Regions from separate parts of the Dromaius novaehollandiae genome. Here region 1 is linked to region 2. Evidence: chromatin contacts called from public Hi-C data. All regions are on one chromosome and are shown on one strand. The core of a region is the stretch at or near the end of the contact, and the rest is flanking DNA. Distances in the headings are between cores, read along the strand shown.

Region 1 (4,833 bases), core at 1,634-4,133, 34 kb after region 2:
TTACCTATTTTATCCAAAGGGCAAGAGTTGTTTCCTGCAGATAAGAGTATTTTCCATCAATATCACATTCCACTCATTTTGCCTGCCAGAGGCATCAAAGGTATTTTTTTTTTAACCGATAAAGTGTATTTACCTTTTTGAATTAAATGCAAATTGCAAGCCAGATGGAAAATATTCCAGGAATTCAATAAACTTTAGTTTTATGAGAAGTATGTTTTCTATCTAAACTACACTTTCAGGAAATCTCTTTCAGCAACACACATTCTGTCAAAGAATTTAGAATCAAAGCCAACATTTATGGAAGATCATTGACTTGACTCTGTATAAATGCACATGCATGAAATTGCACCTTTAAGAATTTGTGTGAAATTATGTTGGCTTTTTGGAGCTAGCTTGGAAATTAAGTCCTCCCTATGACAGATATCTCCAGTGAGGTTCAATGCCCCTCGAGGGCCCATCAGTGCTGCAGTGACTGGGTCCTGTCAGCACGGGATTATCTTTACTCTGAATCCAGCATCCTTACACCTGGGACTGGATTCTCCAGCTATGCACGTAAGCCCAGTTTGCAGTCACGACAAGATGCATCCATTAAAGAAGTCAGGTACGAGTCTGGCATGTGCCTGTTTGAAAAGCTGGATGCTTCTTCACCAAAAGAACAAAAATCCATCACAACTGTTTCGATGAGCAACACTGTTTTTACGTTGTTGTAGTGCCTACAACAACCCCAACAACCCATTCCAATTTTGCAAGGCAGGATGCAAACCTAACAAAAACACCGTGCCTGCCCAAAAGCCCTCACGATCTGACACGCTGGAGGGGGCGACGGAGGTGACGGCCCGCGAGAGCTGGGGATGAGCAGGAGGGGAGCCCCAGCAGCCCATCGCTGCCCGATGCCACGACGGCCTCGTCCCGCCGGCGGGCTTAGGGGCACCAACGTGGTGCTTCACCACGCGAGAGCGTGCGAGCAGGCAGGCTGGGCCACACGCTTTCCATTTCACCAATTTCGGCTTTGGTGGTGGCGTGCCGCGTGCCAAGTCCTCCCAGTTGGGCAGCTGGCACCCACCAGCCCCCACTCCCGAGGACCAGCACCTGCACCCACTGCGGACGTGTCCCCCCTTGCATCCTCCAGACTCCTTACGCCATCCCAAACAGGAACGGCCTCGCGCGAGGACTTGCTCCTTCTCCCACCAAAATCACCAGCAAATCCCGAAAGACCCAGTCCTGCAAAGCGCTCAGCATGTTCGAACCCGTGGCGCTAAGAGGACGCTCGGCATCTGTTTGCACGCACAGTCTGACGGATTTCTGCACTGGTACGGAAATAAGAGGGACATACCAGACAGACACAGAAATGTTGGCTGCAAGATCGGGAATAAGGGCTCATTTGGGCTTCTCAAGTGGTGCTTTTCATTATGAAACGCCCTGACACTTCAACAGCTTGAGACAAAAACAGAAATCAGGCCTTTGTCGCTTTGTTCCACGGAGATCCCAGCGCTGGTAAAGAAGCCCTGCTCCGGATCAGTGCTGACACACGCCAAAAATGTTCTTCCAAAACTCGGCCCCTCGTTGAACCGAGCAGTACTGCAAGCAGGCAAGAGCGGGACAGTAAAACAAACGTGTGCGTGCTGCGGGGGAGGGATGAGGCAACCTCGGGCCAGGAGTGGGGCCGATCCGATAGCTAGTTAAGCAGCACTCTCGTTTGCAGCATTTCTCCCGTGAAGTGACAGAATTCGGTCCCGTTGCCTGCGCAGCGAGCACGGCCGGAGATTACACCTTTAGTTTCACTTTAACGGAGCTCCCTTTACAATCGATATTTATACTTACCCACCGCCCGCTCCCTCTCGGAGATAAGCTTCTTTCACCTCACAGAGTGAAAACCTCCGTGCTTTCCACGAGACGCACTGCACAACTTTATTTGCATCCCTCCCCTCGGAGATCATACAGATGTAATTATATCACCAGCGCAGCGGCCACGGCGCTAGCCCCGCTCCGCAGCCCACCCCGAGCCAGGAAGCAGTCTAGACGGCGCGGCACACGTCTGGGAAGAGCGCGGACCGGACTCGCCGCGGCACGTTTCCCCCGCCAGCTCCGCGGCCGAGGGGCTCTGCAGGCTCCGGCCCCCGCGGGGTCGGGGTCGGGGGGCGGCGGGGCGGGCGCGCAGCGCGGCCCCGTGCAGCGCCGCCGGGGGGGCAGCGCCGCCGGGGGGGGCAGCGCCGCCGGGGGGGGCAGCGCCGCGGCCGCCCGCCGGCGCCAGGACGGGTCCGGCAGCGCCGGGCAGCCCCGCCGCCCCGCGCCCCGGTGCCCCCTCGCCCTGCCCTGCCGACCCCCGACGTGACTCCGGACCCCGCCGCCGCCGCCGCCGGGGCCCCTTGCGGCGCCGGGCGGGCCCGGGCCCGGGGCGCCGCCGTCGGGGCAGGCGGGGCCGCGGCGGGCGCTCACCTGGAGGTGGCTGACGATGCAGTAGGGCTCGGGCTGGCGGAGGCCGCACGTGGAGGAGGCGGAGAGCCGCGCGGCGCGGCCGATGAGCAGGTCGCCGGTGGCCGGGTAGCAGCTGCCCTCGGCGCAGCCGTAGCTGTACTCGGGCTCCTGCGCCGCGGCGGCGCTCAGCGCTGCGCGCCCGCGGAGGGAGGCAAGGGGAGACAAGGGGGGAAGCGGGAGCGCGGTCAGCGGAGCCGCCCGCCGCCCCCGGCGGCCGCCCAGGGGCTCGCCCCGACGGCGCGGGGACGCAGCGGGGCCGGGCGGCTTTACCGAGGCAGCAGCAGAGGTACAGCCGGAGGCGGCCCATGGCGCGACGGGACGGGACGGGACGGGACGGCGCGGCTGGGCTCGGCGCGGCCGGGCTCGGCTGGGCTCGGCGCGGGACCCCGCTCCGGAAGCGCCGGTCTCTCCCTCGGCGCCGCCGCCGAAAGTGCAGCTCTGGCTGCTGCACGCAGGCGCCGCAGCCGGGCGCCGGGGAGCGGCTCCGCGCCGCCCGGCGCCCCCGGCCCTCCTCCTCCTCCTCCTCCTCCTCCTCTTCCTCCTCCTCCTCCCCGCCGCCCCCGCACGGCGGACGGGCCCGGCCCGGCCCCCCGCCCCGGGCTCCCGGACCCGCTCGCCGGGAGGCAGCGGGGCGCTTGGGGCGCCGTCGGGGGCGGGCGGGCCCGGGCCGGGGGCGCCGGGGAAGGCCCCCGAGGGCTGCGCGATCCCGGGCTCCAGGCCAAGCCAGGCGCGGGGCGCGATGCAGAGGGGCTGCGGCCCCCCGCCCCGGGTCCCCGCGGCCGGGCCCCGGGGTTGGTGCGGGGGCTCTGCGCCGCCTGCCCCCCGGCTTCGGCAGCGGGTCTGGGCAGCGGCCGGGGGCTCGCCTGGGGGTCGTCCCCCTCCCTCGCCGGCGCAGGGGAACAGCGCGAGAACGGGGGGTTTGACCCCCGCGGCAGGCAGGAGGGTGGGCAGCGGTGGCAACCAGCCGCCTGCCATCGATCCCTGCCCCAACGTCGCTCGCTGGGCGCCGTGGCCGCCTCGATGGCAGCTGAAGGGAGCTGTTTCCCCACACCACTGCATTGCCCCAGGGATGAGCCCACAAACGCGGTGTGTTGATGTTCGTGCTTCCCGTACGCGGTCCAGCCGGGCGGCGAGGCTGGGTCTCAGCGCTGCGTGCGCGGGGCACCGCAGCCTGCCCAGGGACCGGCGGTGGCAGCGAGACAGGCTGCCGCGGGAGCCGAGCCGCTTGTTGTGTTAGCGCGAGCTCGTTCATCTTCCTGCCCTCGGTCCCTGGGAAAGGGCGGGCGAGAGCGGCTGCGAGGGGCCGGCGGTCGCGTCCGGACTCCTCCGGCTCTTCTGACCTACTCGCTGAATTCCTCGGGCCCCGGCGAGGCCACCCGGGCTTAGTCATTAGGCCACAAAGTTTGCTGGGGACCGGGGGGAAGTTTTAGTAGTAAATAAATGCTGGCGAGCCGTCCTGGCAGATGAAAGCGGTCGCCCTCCTGCTGTGACTGCTGCTCTCAGGAAACCGTGAAGAAGGTGGCGCAAGGGCGAAAGTGCAGGGTTTCGGTGGGCTGGCGGTCCAGAGGCTCCTTGGGGAGCGCGGCCCCGGGTTTGCACATCCGTACCGGGGTGTCTCGGCGCGTGCGCACGAGTTTTGTTGCACGCGTGTAAGATGTAAGCCCGTATGTAAATCTCTGCCAGGTCGGTGTCCTTCAGGAACGCTTTGCCCTTATGGTTTGCAGGCCCTGGGTGACCCGCGCCGCGGTCTGTCCGTCTCACAAAAGCCTCCCGAGGTAGGTAAATATGTTCATTCTCATTTGACAGATGGATAAGCAGAAACATAGAGATACCGAGCGGCTTGCCCTAGAGGTTAAACACCAAGCCTGAAACCCAGCCCGGGAATGTCGACCCAAGAGCTGGTGGCTCTGCTTCGTTAAAGGCTTCCGGGAAATTAGACCCTTTTAGCTGAAAAGGCAGGTATTGCTACGCTAAACCTCTTCTGCAACATGCGTGGTCTTTCAGAGTCACAGAAGTAACTCAGCTTCACAACCCTGTCTTATAAATCACAGCCTGGCTTTTGTTTTTAGAGCAATACTCCAGTATAACAAACATATTTGTCCTGCCAACAGAAAACATTTTGCTGTACTGTCGTTAGAAAGCTCCACCGCTAAAAGAGAGGAAGGCAGCAGTATTCTGCAGCACTGGTACATGCAAGTGTGCCAGGACAGATGGTGCATGGTTTCCACTGCATTTTTTCTGTCTCATGCCTGTGTTTTTTCAATTTTCCAACTTTTATCCACATTTTCTCCACCTTTACTTTCCTGTTTCGTACTCTCGTAGAATGGATACCCTGCACTACCTATGAAGAGGGCCCGA
Region 2 (5,222 bases), core at 1,971-4,470:
CCCCTTGGTCAATTGTTTGGACTATGGAATTACTGAGGAATAGTTTCAGCCGGATGGAAAATTGGAAAGTTCCCCACGCCTGGGCGGTGCCTTTCCCTGCCTCCCCCCATGCCAAGCGATAGGCACCAACCGCTGTCTTTTGCAGCCAAGAAGCTTGCTGGGGAAACCTAGGGGCTGGGCCCAGCTGCCGCTTGTGGAGTGTAAATGATTCCCTCTCACCTGCTTGGCATGCAGCTCGGCAGTAGCTAGAAAGCAAAAAAGGCTTTTTTTTCTGTGCCCTGTGATCACACCTCCAAGCAATTCAGTGTTTACAGCCCTGATAAACATCTACCCAAAACTTTCAGTCCTCAAGAGCCTGCTCGGCAGGAATGTAGGGAAAGGGAAGCTGAACAAAAAGCTGCCTCGGTCCCAGGAAAGAAAGGAGGGGAGGGAAGTCGGATGGATCGCTGCAGCTCTACAGGACGCGTCACTGTTTGAAGACCCATCCTCTCACTGCCCTAGGAGTTCACGAGAGCTCCTCCGCTGCCAAACCCGCAAGCAGGGCTGCTCGCCGAGAGCAGCTGGCTACTGTCAAAGGGAAAGCGAGGGAACTCCCTGCCTCCCCCAGGAGAAAGCCACCCCAGCGCTATATACAGCCGAGCCGGCAGCTTCAGCCGCCAGCACGTCCTCTTGACGCTGCTCTCTGTAGGTGCTGCCTCGGCTCAAGCATGGAGAGGGCGCGCGATGAGGGCCAGGCACGCAGCCGGCCTCTGCGCATGGGAGTGCTTCCCGGCCGGGCACGGGCCGCCCTGCCGAGCCGCGAAAGGGCAGGAAGGAGCCTAGCGAAAGCGAGCATGTGAGCTGAGGCCAGGCTAAGAGGTAGACCCTCCTGCCAGCGGGCCGGTGAACTACTGTGCTTGGGAGCTCTGTCCACGCCAAAGGGATCTGGGTTAGAGAGGGGACGATGAAACGATGGGTGCGCCATCGGTCTGGGGAGGAGCAGGCAGGAGGAGACCAATGTGAAGGGCTGATGCTTGGAAGCCAGTAGGTCTCTCAGCACCCATAGATTAAACAGCCCCGTTCAAGCTCACAAAATGCCCTATAACCCACAAAACATGCATTTTCCATGAACAAACTGCATAGCTCACGCTGTTCAGCTCTAAACAGTTTGTTCCCTGCCTGTCATTTCTTCACAAATCTGACTTCAGTTTTGCTGGAGGTTTTATCCCAACCAATCTCAGCCGCGTACCTTCTCGGCGACTTCAGAGAGATCCAGGCTTTGCAGCTTGCCCGCCAGTTCATCGAGCAGGCGCGACTGCTCCTCCTGTTTCACCTTGAACTGGGCCTCCTTCTCGTTGATTAAGTCTTCCACCTCCTGGCGCGTTTGCACTGATGCTTCCACCATGCTGCCTGGGTGAATGGTGGAGGCATTGACCCTATCTTCTGCCTCAAGGGACATCTGGAAGTACTTGGTGATACTGTCCAAGGCTCCTGCAGAAATAAGACTGAGCAGCTCAGCAATTTGGTCAGTAATGCCAAGTAATTTATATTATGGAGGTTGCTGGATGACACATCTGGGTTACCCTAGTCTTTTATCTAGCTAAATGTCAAGTTAAATGAAATGCTCACCTTTGCATTTGTACTCAGTGCTATTGTAGGGATGACAGAAGTCAGCCTATCATGAGAAAAAAATAAACAACTTATTTTTTTGCTAGGTTGAGAGTGTGTGAAGTTTGCTGCAATTTAAAGTTTTAATTTCTCTGACCTAGTGATTTAATTCTGCTTGCCTTGAGGGGAAAAAAAAGAAACTCCAACCCTTTAGGTTTACAGGGCAACAGCCTATTCCCTAAGGATTTACTTCTCCGCTTAGCTCTTGTTGCTTGCCCTGGGATGTCTTGCTTATGGAGTCACTGCTTGGAAACTGGTGAAAGCTCTCCCAAGAAACAACTGCTTGATGAAAGACGTTGATTTATGAAAGCTGCACTGTTAACTCTGGACCAGCCCCAGAGAGGCCCTGTGACGGGCCAGGGGCCCTGGGCTGCTGCGCTCTGCGGCGGGAAGCTGCCCCGCGGTACAGACTGCCGCACGTCAGGGACTCCCTCGTTTCTGCATCCCGGTTGCCTGGCTCTGGGAAATCCCATATGCACTGGCAACAAACTCAGACTTCCTGCAAAGCAGGAAATTTTTTTTTTTTTTTTAAAGGCTTTGTTTCAAGTTGGAACAAAGTCAGCTTTCAAAATTTCCCAAGATTTGGTAACATTCCTCCAAACAGCAAATTCCCATTCTGTGACTGAGGTTCACCAGTTGAATGTGCCACTGGGCAGGCAAGCCTCAAGCGCCGCTGAAGAACTGGGCCCTCACGGTGTGCTCTTAGTCGTAAAGGCTCAGGTGATTTTTCAAACAGAAACAGCAATTTAAGGAAATGGGGACAGAGAGCAAAATGTGCAGGTATATCATGGGATCTGCTGCCCTTTCAGCTGGTGTGCCTGGTCTACCAGGTATTAATGAAGAGATTTTCAGGTAACGCCGTGCACCAAGAGCTCAATCTGGCTCTGCAGTGTGCAGGCAAGGGGTGAGGGGGCAACACAAACTTCCTGCTGCATCAGCAACTCTGCTAATACACAGAAAGGAGCTGCCCTCCTGGGGACATGAGTTTTATTACAGGATTAACCTGGCATTTAAAACCACACGCAGGTTAAATCCCTGGCTCTGCCGCTGTTTGGTGCCCCTCGCTGTGACACCTACCCCGCACATCGGAGATCTTGATGAACTCCAGCTGTTCCGCGAGCTCCTTCACCACATGGTCCAGGCTCTTGGCATCTGTCTCCAGCACGCTCAGGTCCATATCTGTGCTATTGCTTTCCAGGGCTAATGCTGAAAGGCTTTCTTCTATGTCAGCTATCTTAACTGTAACATCTGCTGTCAGCTTTCTGTAAAACAGGGGCGACAAGACTTAAAAGGCGGAGGGAGGGTTGTTAGCCTCAATGCTCTACTTCAGCAAGAAGTGGTGGTTCGAGCTGTGCGGTGCTTCTCCCACAGCACGACCTGTCCTCCCTCGATGGAGCTGTAAACGATTTGTAACAACATGCCTACCTAGAATACCGGTTTTGTTTCCTTTATCACACACAACTACTTTTTAATCTACAGCACTTTTATAAACTCAAAGCACCAAATTGCTCAGAAAACAGCTGCTTTGTGTAAGATTAACTGGAGGCAGATTCCAGAGCACTGCTGTAATGCTCTTGTATCATGGCAACTGCACAGGTCAGAGTTGACTACTATGATCCATACATAATTTGCTTACCATCCCACACAGCTACAAATGCAGTTTTGAGTACTACGAACTCATGGGACAGATTTGAACTTCAGGAAAGGGGGGGGGGGGAGCCTTGGTTTTAACACAATGAATTCTTTTAACTCGTCTGTAAACAACCCTCCTCACCAGCCGTTTCTCTAGGGCTATGCAGAAAAGCAGTCTGCTCTCAGCATTCAACATGGCCTTAGTAAACCACAGAGCAGGTTTCAGTTTGTGGGATAACCCTAAAAGGAAAGGCAAATACATCCTTCAAGTCAGCACTGCTGCACAATCAGATTGGGCATAGAAAGTTATTCCCAGGGTGATCCCACCAAACCCAAAGTGTTTCCTTATTCTGAAAGGATCAGGCAATTTTTAATCTCTAGGTCGATTTACATTTCCCTCATTTATTAGCTCAAGAGCCTGCTCCTTTCCCGCAGTCCTGCCAAGCCCAATTCTTCCTTCTGCTATACAGCTTGAGAGGAGCAAGAGCGGCTACTTAAACACAGTATGTGTATATACGCTAGGGAAAGCAGCTCTGCAGCTGCTCTGACCATCCTCGGTACACACAGAGCCCAAACGCAAGAGCAACCCACAGCTCTCTGTCTAGAGGGGGGAGTTGTAGGGCAGGAGCGTATCCGTAATTGAGACATTTGTGCTTTAATCCTCTCCTCTCTGCTTTGTGCAGCTCGTTCAACACCACGCAAGCAAGCCCTAACAGCTGCACACGCAGCTAGAGAGCATCCGCGATGCAACTGGATGTTCAGCCGCCTGGATTGCCGAAAGCACAAGCTACCTTCTTTTGTAGGCCTAGTTTTAAAATAAAACACAAGGCTCCTACCCGGAGAAAAATGCCAACAGCCACTGTTACAAAACTGCTGCTCCCTCCGCTCAGAGTGGAGGAAGCAGCCCATGTTTCTATCTCAAAGGCCGCACGCACGTGGAAACCCAGGAATTTAATCTCTCCCCTCTTCTTTCTCACACACAATAGCAGCGTTTATCCTTTGACCCGGGGGAGCGCAGGGCGAGCGGCTCGGCACTAACAGCAGCAGCGGCGGGACGGCCCTTCTCCAGAGGCTGGGCGCGGGGCTGCTCAGCTCCAGCCTTGCTGCTGGGCGCGGGCCAGGCTGCGGTGCCCGCACTGTGTGCCAAGAGCTCCTGCACCCACGCCGCGCGCCAGGAGCTCCCGCCGGTGCAGGCAGCTGGGCGCAAAGTGCCCGGCCGCGGAGCAGCACCGCCTGTCCATGCTCTGGTCCTCGCTGAGCTAGACTTAGCCACGTAACCGCCACCGTACTCACTCTGCTTCCTCAAAGAGATTGCCGATGTTTTTCAGAGGCTCGGCAGCCGGATTTTGAGCAATGATGGTTTTAATTTCACCGAGTTTCTCCTCCAGAGTGTTGAGCGTCTGCTGATACGGGCCGGTGACACCTGTGATCTTCAGGGCATTAGCTCTGTCCAGGAACTGCTGGGTCCTGTTGGCCAGTTCGCCGATGACCGCGTCCCAGAGGGCGAAGCACTGGTGGCACGGCACGCAGTCGGGGAAGAAGCCCGAGTAGCCCCGGCTGCACTGGTCGCAGCGCGGCCCCTCCACCCCTTCGTTGCAGAGGCACTGGCCCGTGGCGCGGTCGCACTGCGGCGTCTGGATGCCTCGAGGGTTGCAGTCGCATGCTACAGGGAGAAAAAGGAAAAGAAAACGTAAAGGGTAAGGAGGAGCCTTAGGTGGCAGGAAGAAAAGAGAAAGCAACACCAGTTGTAAGTGGTGAACTGAATACAGTAGTGGTCTGTGTAGAGATTACAAGCAGCTGATTATGGATGTGTCTGCTTGGGGATGGGAGAACTGGGGCTGAGTGTGAAAGGGGAGAGAGAGTAGGAAATAAATCCAGGGAGACGCAGAGTGCCTGGCTGGCACATCTCGGAGGTAGATGCAATGCTGGAGCACAGCTGGCCA

The links. A called contact is a pair of places that touch in the nucleus more often than the background predicts.
Region 1: a Hi-C map of liver shows a contact between it and region 2, with 10 times the contacts expected there. The contact joins the promoter of LAMB1 here to the enhancer-like site in region 2. A contact is called at or near these places in 3 of 4 Hi-C or Micro-C datasets (brain, liver and ovary).

What each region holds. Positions count from the first base shown.
Region 1 is chr1:12,541,898-12,546,730 of bDroNov1.hap1, forward strand. LAMB1 (laminin subunit beta 1) reads right to left here and starts at 2,884. Exons shown (of 33, transcript XM_064505781.1): 1 at 2,746-2,884; 2 at 2,437-2,606. The coding sequence starts at 2,782. LOC112980487 (a long non-coding RNA gene) reads left to right here and starts at 1,590. Exons shown (of 5, transcript XR_010387566.1): 1 at 1,590-2,065; 2 at 4,282-4,430; 3 at 4,798-4,833.
Region 2 is chr1:12,507,496-12,512,717 of bDroNov1.hap1, forward strand. It overlaps LAMB1 (laminin subunit beta 1), which reads right to left. Exons shown (of 33, transcript XM_064505781.1): 24 at 4,573-4,942; 25 at 2,725-2,909; 26 at 1,229-1,470. Among named protein-coding and RNA genes, the nearest start is that of DLD, 26 kb to the left of the region's middle. Within about 2 kb of position 3,221, at least 1 of the 2 cell types and tissues checked has open chromatin away from gene starts, as enhancers often do.